Linked DNA regions of Mus musculus: region 2 is linked to region 1. A link is a contact called in public HiChIP or PLAC-seq data. All regions are on one chromosome and are shown on one strand. The core of a region is the stretch at or near the end of the contact, and the rest is flanking DNA. Distances in the headings are between cores, read along the strand shown. Region 1 overlaps Ralgapa2 (Ral GTPase activating protein, alpha subunit 2 (catalytic)). Region 2 overlaps Nkx2-2os (NK2 homeobox 2, opposite strand).

Region 1 (7,627 bases), core at 1,891-4,390:
GTTAGCAGGTGGTGTTATGGTCGAACAGAGCACGTCTTCTCCTTTTACAATGTTCTCACAATAATGTAGAGACCTAGTTTGTATGAATTGGTTTCTTTTTAAAAAATATTCGCTTAGAAGAGAGCTGTACAGGTGCTTGCTGTTTTGTGTGTTTTCGCTGGCTTGTTTTGTGTGGTTTATAACACAGTAGCTGTTAGAGAGCGACATCTAGTGTTTGTGCAAGTGACACTGGGTAGGAAGGAAAGAGCTAGCTTGAAGCCTTCCTTCCCTGCAGCTAATCCTTAGAGCAGGGACATTTACTGATGACAGTGTGGCCAGTCCCACAATAGCCTACAGGTCTGTAGTACATCTAGTGTCATTTCAATCTTAAGTTTCTGAGGTGGCAGCAACCAAGCATTGCATGCATGCTCTGCTGTTTCTGTCTCCTTCCCTATGCAGATTCTCTCAAAGTGAATTTTTTTTTAAATAAAAGAACGATATGGAAAGGAGAGCCAATTAGATATGCTAGTACAAAATAGAAGAGGATGAAAGACATATAGATTTTAGCCAAAAACCAGAAGCTTGCGTGAATTGGAGACTAACTAAAGGGCGTGACTGACACCTTTTATGTGAGTTTCATGTGTACAAAGACGACTTCTTAGAGCTGACCTTTCTTCAGGGCAAAGCTCACCTCTTATGGCAGAATTTTATGCTACAAAGTTGAGAGTCTATGAGACATCCTAGTGAGGTGTTTTCTTAGAGAGGGTTAGACCTGAATATGATGTGCAAGTGAAAAGATAAACTTATAAAATGTATCATGTTTCTGCTTCCAAGGCTTCAAATGTTTGAAAGTTTATGTGTTAGTGCGTAATGGGAATGCTTTCCTGTTTTGTCTGTGGTTCTGCACATCTCATGCTCCATCCGGCAGAGGAGTATCTAACCAACTAGTCTATAGGCATCAGTCCTCTGCTCTCTCCCTCAGCCTCTCCAGTGCTCTCCTGCAATGCAGTGCTGGTTCCCATTGCCATCTGGGCTGTTGCACTCCCAGCACTCTCTCAAGGGCCCTCTTCATCTGGTCTCTGCCTCCTCATTCCTGTCTTATTCTTGTCCCTATTGGCAACCTTTGGAAGTCCTCAGAGCAGCAGAAAAGCTTTCTGGGGGTGGGGTGGACACTGTTTAATCTTCCTGAAATGCCCTTCTCTTGTAGGCTCACCCTTTGTTTTCTTAAGGATTTTGTTCAGAGATATTTCTGCCTTTTCCCCTTAGATTATGCTGTCAAGGCAGAGATAGTGCTTCTTTTGTCTATCTCTAGTCTTTCTCATGGTACCTGGCACAGAATGGGTACTTAACAAGAATATTAATTAATTAGTTTATTAAAAGGTAACTTAAACCTATACCATCTGAATGGTGCATTTATTGAATTTATTATTTTCTTGTGAGTACATGTCTCTTGCATTTCTTATTTCTCAGCATTTTGAACAATTTATATCTACATTATTTTATTATAATATTTTCAGTTGCTATTTCTCTTATATTAAATGATTTGGAGAATCTATTTTTATTAACATATTAAATGCCAGTTATGTAAATACAGCTCACTGCTACAGGATCTTTATGCTCTATTCTTATTAGGGAACTACTTTGATTAATCCTTGTTGCTAGAAGGTGAATTATGTACTTTGTTGAAGAAGGGAAGATATGTGGCTGATATAATTCTAGCTCAGAAACACCTTTCCTTAAACTTCAGATATATAAAAGCATACGTAGGTGACTATATAATTTTCAGATCATTACCACCCACCCTTTAATGTGTATGTCTGAGGTAGATGTAATTTGCTTCAGAAACACCAGGAACTGCATTGCTGTATAGGCCCATGGTGTGCTTTGGGTCCCTGTTGTCCTCACTTTCTCACTGTCCTGACGTCCACTCTGTGACTCATGATCACTTCACCGCAGCTGATGAAAAGGCCAAGGTCAGCCTTGTTGCTGTTGTTTAAGGAATATACTACATTTTCTATTTGGTTTTTGCCTAGTGCTTTTTAGATTTATATTGAATTTACAACTTTAAGTGTGTTTTGTCCAGGCATTTCTTGTGTGTGTTCTTTTATGTGGTTCTGGGGAGTTCGTGATGTGTACTGTACTGGCTCATGGGGTAATCTGTAATAGTCTAGTTTAGTGCTAACCATGCTTTCCATCCTCATTAGTTAATATTTTATGATTTCAGAAGGTTATCTAATTACATATCTACTTCATTAGTTTCCCCAAGTTTTCATCATCTCTTCAATATAACACTTGAGTCTTTAAGAACATAAATCAGAAACACTAAAACTCAATTTTCCTTTTTATTTACTTTGTTTTTGAGGACACATTTCAATTTTTCTTTGGGATTGTCTCTTTTGTGGAACCATCATTGCAGCTGCATGGTACTTGCATGGAATAAAGTCACCCCCCACCCCCCGCCCTTTTTGCTGCTTTGGGTTAACTTAAGTAAACAAAAACCTTTGTCATTAGGATACCTTTGTCTTTTTAGGTCTTCATTGATGTCCTAGTTAGGGTTTACTGCTGTGAACAGACACTGTGACCAAGGCAACTCTTACAAGGACAACATTTAATTGGGGCTGACTTACAGGGCTAGAGGTTCAGTCCATTATCACTAAGGTAGGAACATGGCAGCATCCAGGCAGGAGGAGCTGAGAGGTCTACATCTTTATCTGAAGGCTGCTAGCAAAAGACTGACTTCCAGGCAACTAGGATGACGGTCTTAAAGCCCACACTCACAGTGACACACCTATTCCAACAGGGCCACATCTCCAAATAGTGCTACTCCCTGGGCCAAGCATATTCAAACCATGACAATTGATAATCAGGTTTTCAGTATCTTGGTTGATTAAAAAAAATGTAGAATGTCTGATATGTCTCTCTTTAAAAACAGTATGTTCCATATTTATTTTAAATGTCCTTTTTGTGTTGTTTGCTTGTTTGTTTGTTTGTTTGTTTTTCGAGACAGGATTTCTCTGTATAGCCCTGGCTGTCCTGGAACTCACTCTGTAGACCAGGCTGGCTTCAAACTCAGAAATCCGATTGCCTCTGCCTCCCAAGTGCTGGGATTAAAGGCCTGAGCCACCACGCCCAGCCTTTTTTGTATTGTAAATTAAGTCTAAGTTCTTAGAGATTTTAAGTCTGTTTTCTCCTGGGCTAAGAAATCATTATCTTTTAAGCAATGACCTAAGCATGTATTGAGATGTAAAATGTTTGGAGACACAGTTACATTTTCAGTTTTATTAACTGCCACCTAGTGCTTCCCTGCCATGGTTGGTTGGTTGGTTGATTTCTTGATTTCTTTCTTCTTTCTTTTCCTTCCCCTTACCTTTTTTTTTTTTTTGACAGGATTTCTCTGTGTAGCCTTGGCTGTCCTGGAGCTCTATAGACCAGGCTGGCCTCAAACTCATGTGTGTGTGTGTGTGTGTGTGTGTGTGTGTGTGTGTGTGTGTGTACTAAAACTAGAATTCCTTTGATTTCTTTTCATGACTTTTTATCGATCTGTTTGCTTGTGCCACTGCTTATTAGAAAATATTGTGTGCTAGGCACTGGTCCTGATGTTGAGGATACTTGATGTATCACTAAAGTGTAAGTCCTTTCTCCCAGGGAATCCAGCTGTAATGGCAGAGTGGGCCTTATGCCTGTCCACCTGAGAAGAATGCTGGAAGGTTGTTTTGAAGTGGTTGCGTTCCAGGAGGTGAAATGTGAATTTAGTATTTACAGTGACCAATAGGAATCTGACAATACAGAACTGTGTTTTACTTATTCCATAACAGCATGCTGAGAGATTAAGTAGTATTGTGTAGTAGAAAGGATTTCTGGTATAAGTAATAAAGCATTTTTTTGAGCTAAAATGTATTCATTTTATTGTTAAGATTATCTGTTTGTTTGTTTTAGCTCTGTCTTACTTGAATTTAAAGGTTCTAAACAAGTATTGACCGCTAGTGAAAATACTCTGTTTATATCAGAGTTGAGTTATTTTTAGTAACTGGTAAAAATCCACCAGACGGTAGTGAAAAAGATGTGTCCTGTAGGTTGATATGGAAGTGTGTGCAGGCTGTCCGTGGTTCCTTCTGAAGCCAGAAGTTGTGTAGTCAAGACACCCACAGAATGCTCTCCTGAAGGGACTTCCAATTCTCAATCTAAGTTCCCTGTACATTTGTTACTTCCAAGGTCAAGGAGCTAGGATGTCTGTTCTTTTAAAGGAAGTCTGTTTCCTCCCAGGGCAGCATCTTCTCTTCGCACAGCATCATGCCCTACAGCTGGTTTGGGGAAGGGTTACTCCCTGGCTCTCTAGTCCCGAGCTGAACAGGTTTAATTGGCTAGTGTTTCAGGTAGATTAACTGGTCTGCATTAGTATCTTCCTCATTCTTCACTGCTTTCCATGTAGACTTGAAATCAAGTGTGAACCAACTTGGCGTGCTGCAGTCATCTGGTAATAGTTTGGGGAACAAAAAGTTTCCCATCTAAATTAAATGAAGACTGGTGGTTTTAAAGTTCATGGTAGCATCTTGTATAAACTCCAGCTTATGTTTCATATTATTCCTGGTCATGCAGTATGTTCTGAAGAAAAAGTAGCTATAGATAATCAGTTAAAAGAATGACAGATTCCCTGATGTGCTGATCGGTAGTAAGACCTAATTTCGATTTTGAGTGTGCTGTAATGGATTACCATATAGATTCAGCTGAGCACTGAGCATTAAACAGAGTCATGTGTTTTCCAGAAAAGTAATATTTATTCACACTGTGTGGCTTTCTTGAAATTTTTTTATTTTATTCTCCAGTGAAACTACAAACAAGATGTCAATAGCTTATGTGGCATTCACAGCAGTATAGCTTAGAATATCAGCTGCAGTACATGAAATGCCAGATTGCATTTGCCTCACCAAAGGTAGGCTTCATCTGGGACTTCTGAGGCACAGGCTTAGCATTTAGACTGGGTAGTTGTGTTTGGCTCTTTATTTATTGACCCTCATAGGATTTAATCCATAAAAAGCACCCCTCACAATATTAGTGTCCAGAAAGATGCGTTAGTATGGCTATTGTTTCAGTCTCTGAATTGTTGTATAAAATTCTGTCATTTAGGAAATATTCTTTTAAAAAAACTAGTGTGTGTGTGTGTGTGTGTGTGTGTGTGAATCTGCTTGTGAACGTGCATGCCCATGTACCATGGAGTGCATATGAAGGGGAAGCTTGTGGAAGTTAATACTCTTGCTTCCATCATAGGTCCTGGGAATTGAACTCAGGTTGTCAGGCTTGATGGCCAGTGAATTTATCTATCAGCCCATCTCACAGGTCCTTCTGGAATTATTACATTCATTAGACCCAATGTTTCATATCTAAACCTTGGAGTTTCTTTCTTTTTCTTTTTTTTTTTTTTTTTTTTTGGTTTTTCGAGACAGGGTTTCTCTGTGTAGCCCTGGCTGTCTTGGAACTCACTCTGTAGACCAGGCTGGCCTCGAACTCAGAAATCTGCCTGCCTCTGCCTCCCAAGTGCTGGGATTAAAGGCGTGTGCCACCACATCCAGCTTGGAGTTTATTTCTTAATCTCCTTAATGTAGCCCCATTCCATAAATCTGAATACTTACGAGAAGTAGTAAGGCCTGTCCTGACCTGACCTTACGTGAATTGGAGATGATTTTGTGGGAGACTTGGACAATATGGAAACATCTTTACGCTTACCTGTTTGATGCTTTTTCTGTTTTCTTATATTAAAAGGTGCTTTTTCATTGCCATATACTAATAAAAAAAACAACTGAGGAATATTAATATCTATTTTGGAAACTGAAAAGTAGTTTGGTTTCTATTAAAAGTTAAAAATCTGAAAACCAGTGGGCATGTCATATCAAGACAAAATCCACTCTGAATCTTTTTTTTTTCTTTCTTTCTTTTTTTTTGGCTTTTCAAGACAGGGTTTTTCTGTACAGCTCTTGCTGTCCTGGAACATGTTCTGAAGACCAGGCTAACCTCAAACTCAGAGATCCACCTGCCTCTGCCTCCCCTGTGCTAGGAATAAAGGCATGCACCACCACGGCCTGGCTCACCCTGAATCTTTAATACACTTAGCACCTTCTTGAAGAGTGGTATCCAGAAGTGGTCCTACCTTGTAGCTAGGAGCTTCCCTCGAAGGAGAATACAGAAGAAGGTGAGCTCTTGGCTCAGGCAAACAGAACTGTCAGGAAGTAGGCAGCGAACCATAGGAGGACTTCACGTCCATCCATGTGAAGCCACTTCTGAATGAATTGGAAACAGCTGGGGGAGCATCTGGCCCCTGAAGTGGGGTACACTTCTCTTAGGGTTCCAGCCTTTCAATCTGATGAGAATAAGCGAATTAATAATTTAAACATTACTGTGGCACACAACAAAGATGAGTTGCTCAGATTCCCCTTTAGTTTGCCACCTACTGTGAGAGAGGCATGGGTGATAGCTTCTGGGTCTTAGTGCCTTCAGTCTTCCTGTGGCGTGCTCTTTTCTCCATGGGCCTGGAGTATAGCAGCTCACTTCCAGCTGCCTGGGACTGTGCTCCAGAGTTCCCTCAGCTGGTAGGGCTCCCCTGCTCATCCAGTTTCCTTCCCATTCCTTCTCTTCTCTCAGCTGTTTCCTATTTGTATTGTAGTCTATTTTAGTCTATTTTGTAGTCTATTTTCCAAAGATTTTTGTCTTGTGAAGATGACTGTTCATTTGTTACCAAAGACAGTGGCCTGGGCCCTGATGTGGTTACAGGTGGCTCTTGAGTTGTTTGCTCTGGCAGCAGCCGAGCTGTGGAGGCTCTCATTTCTAGTTCAGATGCTGAGGTGCTGTGCTGTGCTGCTCTCCGCTGGCTGGGCTTACGTACTTCTGTGGGCTCTTGCTCCCATGTATTGTATTCTACAGCCACAGTGGCGGTGTGGGTAGGAAGAGGGGTATTAAAAATTATATCCTTTTGTAGGACAAGGCTCATGTGAGCTTTTATTGTCATCATGTAGAGGAGGACTTCCTAAATTTTTCTACTTATGACCCCCCCCCTTGTCAGAGAAACTTTACCTGCCCCAGGTATATAGGTATGAAATATATATCCCAAACAGTTATTGTTAATAAATCTCAAAGAAGCATAAAGCAAAACTTTGGTATACATATAACTTTACCATTTATTAAAGATGAAATCAAATTTGTATACTAATGAGAAAGATTTGCTTATTTATTTTTAACTTAAGAATTAGATCTTTGCTGAGTATTTGAAGTAAGATGTAGTGTGTCTTCAGAGCTTTTTGAAGTTGATCAGTGTTTTTATTTTGTGATTGTCAGTGCTGAGAATGCCACTGCACAAATGCATAGTATAAAGTGGCAGAAAAAAAGGAAAGAGAAAAGAAAGCGCATTTCAAAAATTGCTAGATTTCTGAATCCTGTCCCAATCTGGTGCCAAAATTCATTTGATGATCATCCCATTACCAACTCAACCAACAGTGTTAAGAATTAAGTACATCAAACCAAAGATGTATGTAATTCTTATGTTCTGAGGCATCTATAGGAAACTAGTGAAAATCTTTCTAGCCTGTAATTAAACCATTACAATTCTATATGAGCAGAAAACTTTATGCACTTGTTAAACACAGTATAATTCATAAACGTA
Region 2 (7,627 bases), core at 3,218-5,717, 830 kb before region 1:
TTGGTTTTCTTTTTTTATTTACTATTTTCTTTATTTACATTTCAAATGTTATCCCCTTTCCTGGTTTCCTCTCTAAAAAAATCCCTATCCCCTCCCAACCCATCCACTCCCACTTCCTGGCCCAGGCATTCCCCTATATTGGGGCATAGAACCTTCACAGGACCAAGGGCCTCTCCTCCCATTGATGACCGACTAGACCATCCTCTGCTACATATGCAGCTAGAGCCACCAGTCCCACCATGTGATTTCTTTGATTGGTGGTTTAGTCTCAGGGAGCTCTGGGGGGTATTAGTTAGTTCATATTGTTGTTCCTCCTATGGGGCTACAAACCCCTTCAGCTCCTTGGGTCCTTTCTCTAACTCCTTCATTGAGGACCCTGTGCTCAGTCCAATGGATGGCTGTAAGCATCCACTTCTGTATTTCTCACAACATCTTTTAAGTGATGAAGAGACAAAGCAAAATATGCTGAAGAGCAAAATATGGCGGTAGGAAAACCGTCAAGAAGTTTCAAGCGTCTGCAGAGGTCCAAGGCAGTGGAATAGAGTTGATACACAAGCCTATTGAGAAAATGGAGTTCAGAGTTCCAGGAAAGGAGGACACAGAACCGGTGTTTGCATTCAGACTCCTAGAAGCTCCAGCTCCTGTGTCAGCAAACCCAAGTGTGGCAGTTGAGAGAACGGCCAGCCACAGGGCTGAAATTAAAGATCTCTCCTCCAACTGTCAGCTGTTGATCTCTCCCCATATCCTGTTCTATCTTCAGATTCTCTGCCCTAAGGAAACCATATGCCATGTCTTCTGCCTTCCAAACGAGTAGAAGAGATGACAGAAATAATGCCACACACCCCAGATTAAGCAAACCTTTCTAAAATTTAGAGTTACCCAGAGCCAAACCTTCCTCTTCCTGGCCTAGCCTCTCCTTCTTTGCCTCTTTACTCTAAAGCGAATTCTACTGGCAAGTTCTGCCCCCACCTGGAGATAGTATCAGTATTGGTGCATACCAGCTATCTCTAAAGTTGGACCACTTCAACCCACGAGTGCCTGTGCACCTGCATGCACATCTCTATGTGTGTGTGAGTGTGCACGTGTGTGTGTGTGTGTGTGTGTGTGTGTGTCTGTCTGTCTGTCTGTCTGTCTGTCTGTCTGTGAGCATCGGATGTATGTGTATACATGTATGTATATCAAAGGTCAGCCTTAGATGCTGTTCCTTGGGCACTGTTCACTCTTTTCTTGTTCTTTTCCTTTGTCTTTTCCTTTGTCTTTTCCTTTGTCTTTGTCTTTGTCTTTGTCTTTATCTTTTGTCTTTGTCTTTGTCTTTTTTACAAGCACTCACTGGCACTCCGAGCATTTTTTGTGGGTTCTGAAAATCAAACTCAGGCCCTCTTGCTTTCAAAGCAATCACTCTCCTGGCAAGAGATACCACATCAGGCCCATCACTTCCTTTTTAAAACTTAACAGGTGCACTGAGGATGCTAACTACCTGAAATACAAGATCCAAAGCAAAAAGAAACAAGAGACCAGAGAGAAATGGACACAGAGTATCAATAAGACTCTAGGAGAAAACCTCTACATAGTATCCTTAGGGTAAATGAGGGAGTATCACACCTCCTAAGCAAGAATAAAATGCTTTTAACATGGAAGAAAGAACTTCGTAACTAAAAAACATACTTGTGGATTTTAAAAATTAAATAGGCAGGGGGAGGTAAGATGAGCCAGCAGATAAAAATACTTACTGCCAAGCCTGATGATGTGAGTTCCATCCTTAGATCCTACATGGTGGAGGGAGAAAATCAACTCTAATCTCTCCACACATAGGTTATGGCATGCACACACCCAAATAGATAGATAGATAGATAGATAGATAGATAGATAGATAGATAGATAGATAGATAGATAGATAGATAGATAGATAGATAAATAGATAAATAGATAAATAGATAAATAGATAAATAGATAAATAGATAAATAGATAAATAGATAAATAGATAAATAGATAAATAGATAAATAGATAAATAAATAAACAAATGAGTTTTTAAAGAAGTGTAAGATTTAAACACAATGTCAATGTAGGTTGCTAGAATACAGCATATATATACAATAGCCAAAAACACCACAGAAACCCAACCAGCTTACTGGGGCAAATGGATATAGTGTGTGACACATCATGACACACTATGGTTTCCATAGTGTATTGGCTGGTTTTGTGTGTCAACTTGACACAAGCTGGAGTTATCACAGAGAAAGGAGCCTCCCTTGAGGAAATGCCTCCCATGAGATGCAGCTATAAGGCATTTTCTCAACTAGTGATCAAGAGGAGAGGGCCTAGCCCACTGTGGGTGGTGCCATCCCTGGGCTGGTAGTCTTGGGTTCTGTAAGAAAGCAAGCTGAGCAAGCCATGGGAAGCAACCTAGTAAGCAGCCTCCTTCCATGGCTTCTGCATCCACCCCTGCCTCCAAGTTCCTACCCTGTGCGAGTTCCTGTCCTGACTTCCTTTGGTGACGAACAGCAATGTGGAGGTATAACCTGAATAAACCCTTTCCTCCCCAACTTGTTTCTTAGTCCTGATGTTTTGTGCAGGAATAGAAACCCTGACTAAGACACATGGTAAGATTTTTGTTTGGTTTGGTTTGGTTTGGTTTGGTTTGGTTTGGTTTGGTTTGGTTTGGTTTGGTTTGGTTTGGTTTGGTTTGGTTTGGGAGGTTTTAGGGTGTTGTTGTGTTTTCTTTTGTGGGAGAAGTTGCAAGGCTGGGGTTTAATATGGAGTACACGAGAGATGGATTTGGTTGGGGTGCATGATGTGAAATTCTCAAAGAATCAATAAAAAATTTAAAAAATAATAAAAATAAAATTAAAACAACAGCATGTATTCAATTATACGTGGTGTTAACTATTAAGTCTTCAATAAGCAGGCTACAATCCATATGATCCTAACTGTAGAGGTGAAGGACAGAGTAAGGGGCTAAGGGGCACAGATCTCCCAAAGAAAAGGAAATAGAACAGATAGTTATGGGTGGATGGGGGAACGGGAATGGGAAGGTCAAACAGAGAGGGAAGAAGAAAGGGGGTATGGTAGAGAATATGAAGAGAGATAGGTAAAACCAAGAGACACTTGAGAGGTTTATGAAACCCACTACATGGAGAAATTCCTTACAATATATATACAAATGAAAGAAATCTAGATGCAATCACTAAATGATGGGGAGGCAAATCCCCAATTAGACATCTCTCACCACCAAATAAAACATCCAGTGCTGGAAATGTATTATGTCTAAACAAGTCATTGGCCAAAAGGACTCATTGGAACCCCCCAAAACAACCCAGACTATTGTCAAAGCTCTTGGTTGCTCTCCACAAACTGATGGTAAGGCCCTATTGCTGAAGGCAAACACCTACATAACTCATTGAACATAGAGAAATCAGCTGGTGCCTTCACCCCTATCGACTAGTGTTCATGTTACTGGAAGGTGCTCAGGACACGACCAGAAGAGAAAGGTAAATGCCAATCCAGCTGCAAACCTTCACTCTCCAATGGTGACCTTCCTGCAAAAATATGCCAGCACAATAATGGCTCAAATGATGTAGGAGTAACCACCCACTGTCTGCTTAGATTTAAAGGCTACCCCATGAGATAGAACCTGTGCCTGACACTGCTCAAGTAGCCAAGAACATGACATTAGATAGACCATGGACATAGTCAAAAACAAAATGTTACTGTCTACTAAGGAACGAAGCAATAAAATGATCCCTAAAGGGCATTTTGCTATACTCAGCCATTGCCATAGGCTTAGCCATTACCAGAGGAGTTTTCTCCTGCAATAGATGGAAGCAAATACAGAGATTCACAAGTGGGCAGCACAGGCAATGAGAGATCTTGGACTGCTCAGTTCTAAATGGGATGTCTCCATCAAATCCCTCCCCTCAGAGCTCAGAGAGTTTTTGTGGAATGCTATGCCCACTCCAGTGAAGTCTGCCTATTGGGGTTGAAAGGCCTGGAGGCATTCATTCACGAGGCAAAGAGTTTCAAGGAAGCTCAGCCTCCTGGAACCTTGGCATTCTCATAGCCCATATACTCAAACCCTATCCCCGCGTTAGTATGGTGTATGCTCTCTTTAAATATTGTTTTATTATAAGTGCCTTTAAAGATTGAATTTTGACATAGGTAAGCTTCCACCAGTGTTCCAACATCCTAAAAAAATCCTTGAAGCCAACGAGCTAGGAATTCACTAAGAATGTTACCTAACATTCAAATTCACTTCTAGTAGAGACAGTAAAACTAATTAGGCATTACAAAGAACAGAGCTAGAATAACTCAGGGCTAGTCTGCAAAGTGAATACTTAGGACAATAGCTGAGTCCCACCCAAACAAGGGAATACACAATGGCCTAGTGAATAGGTGGGTTAACCATGAAAGAGTTAGGGAATTCCCCCTGGGATAGGTTTCTTCTCTAGGCCCAAAGGAACAGCATAATCAGGCATTTACTAAGAACCCATGGTGGTGGTTTAACAATAGACTAGCTTTACACCTGTCCCCATTCTAAGTGGTAAATGGGACCTGGTCCCTGCCATTTTTTGATGTATGCATTCCTTTTGTTTTGAGTCACTGTAACTCAACAGATTTGTTCGCCTGGCTTTTCTTGTTTTTATAAAAAAAAAAAGTCTGGTGTTCGTTTGGACGACACACTCAGATTCAACACACTCTCTCATGCTGTGTCTGTTTGTCACTCTCCGACTCTATGCCCATCTGTCTGAGACCTTGATTCGTACGGATTGAGGAGGACCCAGACTGTAAGAGCTAGTGAGAATGGAAGACACGATGGAAATAAGGCCTTCTAGATACAACAGGGTCACATAGACCTACACAGACTGTGCACTTTCACAGGGCCTGCACCGGTCTAAGCCAGATGGAGTCCCAGCACTGAGAGGGGAAGTAGACAACAGCCTCCATCCCTAACCCAGAAGCTGTCTCCAGCTGACAATTTCTCACAAGGAAAAATCAGTTTGTTTATTTTTATCAACAGTCTCAATGGGTATACACACCACATTTAAGTGCAGGTGAGTAGTAGGTAGCCCGAAATGCTCAAAACGAACTCAGTGGTATTTTAGGAGGTTTTTAGTCACAAGCTGCTTTGTCTGGGCATTTGTTGTTTCTTTCTTTTTGTTTTGCTTTGCTTTTTAACCTTACAGGAGATTTTTGTTTATATATTATGGTTTCCAGTCTCGTGCACTTATGGGATCTGTGTGTGTGTGTGTGTGTGTGTGTGTGTGTGTGTGTGTGTCTGTGTGTGTGTGTGTCTGTGTGTCTGTGTGTCTGTGTGTCTGTGTGTCTGTGTCTGTGTGTCTGTGTGTGTCTGTGTGTCTGTGTGTCTGTGTGTGTATCTTATGCTTTATCTTTGTTTTTTTTTCTATTTGTTTAGTCCTAATTTGTTTTGATTGGTTTGTTTATTTGTTTTAGTTGCCTGTTTGTTTTCTAATGAGAGGCAGGGATCTAGGTGAGGAGGTAGACATGATCTGGACAGCATTGGAGGAGAGGAACATAGTACATGAAAATCTATTTTCAATAAAAAAACAAACATAAAGAAAGAAAAGATTACCAAAGAATTTAATCCAAGTCTTCATGTTTAATAGTCCATTGAGTACCAGCAAAATGAATGGAAAGTGATTCGACACTGTATAGACACTTTTGAAACGCTGCATTATCAAGGATATAAAGGAAATATAAAATGCTTACAGGTTTAAAAAAAATAGGTCATATACAAAGGATTAGGACCCAACTAACATCGACAAATCGAGGTACTATTAGACTGTGCTAAAAGCATTCAATCTTCTCTTGGAAAATTAATTTTTTTCATTCTTCTACACTAGCATTACTCTGTGTAAGCATTTTATATGACACGAAACTAATAATAAGTCTGAGATAAATTAAACCTGTTTTAATCATACAAAGACTTGGAGAGCGAACCTCTCAGAGCTATTCCTATAGAAATCATCCAAGGCTGCGCCACAATAAAAGAATAAAAACTAGTAGAAGAGAATAGTGTGTAAGGAAAGTATAAAAGTAAAATTAATCCTGACATGCATATAAAAGGAAGTGCAAAGCTCAAAGTTACAGAGCAGATTGAGAAAAACCCCAATTAGAAAAAAATTAGAAGTCCAAAATGGCTCCAAGAAGAACATACTGAAGAAAGACCTGCATGGGATGAGAGACATCAGTGCTTGTCTCATGGAGCAACTCTGCAGAAGACAAGAAAAGTTAAAGAGAAACAAGTGTTAAGCCAGCTTTGACTATGAAGCCAGCAGGGATGGGGGTGTGCCTCTGAGCAAAGGATGGAGCTAGCCGGGAGACACCACCCCTGAATGCTGGAAACATTCTCCTTTGACTGATTTGAGAGTCTTGGCATTGAACTCCTGAAGAAAAAAAATGCAAGCCAGTTTGGTTCTGCAATTAAAGACAGATTTTTTTTAAAGATACAATATCTGTGTTTAATTGCTGGCTTTCAACTTTTATATTTATTTTTTGTTTGTTTATGTATTTATTTATTTACTTTGGTGCAGCGAACTTTATTGATGTATTCAGGAGAATAGGGAGGGCTTCCTAAGTCCCTCCTGTTATTATGGGGGTCTGGGATGGCAATTGTGAAGTAGATGCTCAATGTTGGGGGCAGAGTTGGAATAGGAACTCGACAGCAACCGAGGGCCACTCTCTTGCTCTCAGTGTCCTTGCTGGGGTGGGTGGTCCAGGGCTTCTTACTCCTTGGAGGCCATGTAGGCCATGATGTCCACAACCCTGTTGCTGTAGCCATATTCATTGTCATATCAGGAAATGAGCTTTACAAAATTGTCATTGAGAGCAATGCCAGCCCCAGCATCAAAAGTAGAAGAGTGGGAGCTGCTGTTGAAGTCATAGGAGATAACCTGGTCCTCAGTGTAGCTCAGGATGCCCTTCAGTAGACCCTCAGATGCCTGCTTCACCACCATCTTGTTGTCATCATACTTGGCAGATTTCTCCAGGCAGCACATCAGATCCACGACGGACACATTGGGTATAAGAACACGGAAGGCCATGCCAGTGAGCTTCCTGTTCAGCTCTGGGATAACCTTACCCAGGGATGATGTTCTAGGCAGCCCCATGGCCATCACGCCACAGCTTTCCAGAGGGGCCATCCACAGTCTTCTGAGTGGCAGTGATGGCATGGACTGTAGAAATGAGCCTTTCCACAATGCCAAAGTTTTCATGGATGACCTTGGTCAGGGGGAATAAGCAGTTGGTGTTGCAGGATGCATTGCTGACTATCTTGAGTGAGTTGTCATCTTTCTCATGGTTCACACCCATCACAAACATGAGGCCATTGGCAGAAGAGGTGAAGATGATGATCCTTTGACCCCACCCTTCAAGTGGGCCCTAGCCTTCTCCATGGTGGTGAAGACACCCTCCACAACATACTCAGCACCAGCATCACCCGCATTTGATGTTAGCAGGGTCTCGCTCCTGGAAGATGGTGATGGGCTTCCCATTGACAACAAGCTTCCCATTCTCGGCCTTGACTGTGCCGTTGAATTTGCCGTGGGTGGAGTCATACTGGAACATGTAGACCATGTAGTTGAAGTCAATGAAGGGGTCATTGATGGCAA

What was found. HiChIP or PLAC-seq counts read pairs in DNA pulled down with a chosen protein or histone mark.
Region 2: a contact with region 1 is called in an H3K27ac HiChIP or PLAC-seq map of embryonic stem cells, with 5 times the contacts expected there. The contact joins two enhancer-like sites. A contact is called at or near these places in 1 of 15 datasets of contacts at CTCF or cohesin (embryonic stem cells), 9 of 484 Hi-C or Micro-C datasets (the HPC-7 cell line, cerebellum, cerebral cortex and 5 more), 5 of 115 datasets of contacts at active chromatin or transcription factors (astrocytes, embryonic stem cells and stem cell-derived neural progenitor cells) and 1 of 9 other capture datasets (embryonic stem cells).

The regions. Positions count from the first base shown.
Region 1 is chr2:146,462,509-146,470,135 of GRCm38.p6, reverse strand. The region is part of intron 3 of Ralgapa2 (Ral GTPase activating protein, alpha subunit 2 (catalytic)); the gene reads left to right. Among named protein-coding and RNA genes, the nearest start is that of Ralgapa2, 46 kb to the left of the region's middle. Within about 2 kb of position 3,140, at least 4 of the 459 cell types and tissues checked have an H3K27ac peak or open chromatin away from gene starts, as enhancers often do. A contact at or near this core is called in embryonic stem cells, where this site is marked.
Region 2 is chr2:147,289,846-147,297,472 of GRCm38.p6, reverse strand. The region is part of intron 3 of Nkx2-2os (NK2 homeobox 2, opposite strand); the gene reads right to left. It also overlaps the pseudogene Gm14113. Among named protein-coding and RNA genes, the nearest start is that of Gm14110, 30 kb to the left of the region's middle. Within about 2 kb of position 4,467, at least 8 of the 459 cell types and tissues checked have an H3K27ac peak or open chromatin away from gene starts, as enhancers often do. A contact at or near this core is called in embryonic stem cells, where this site is marked.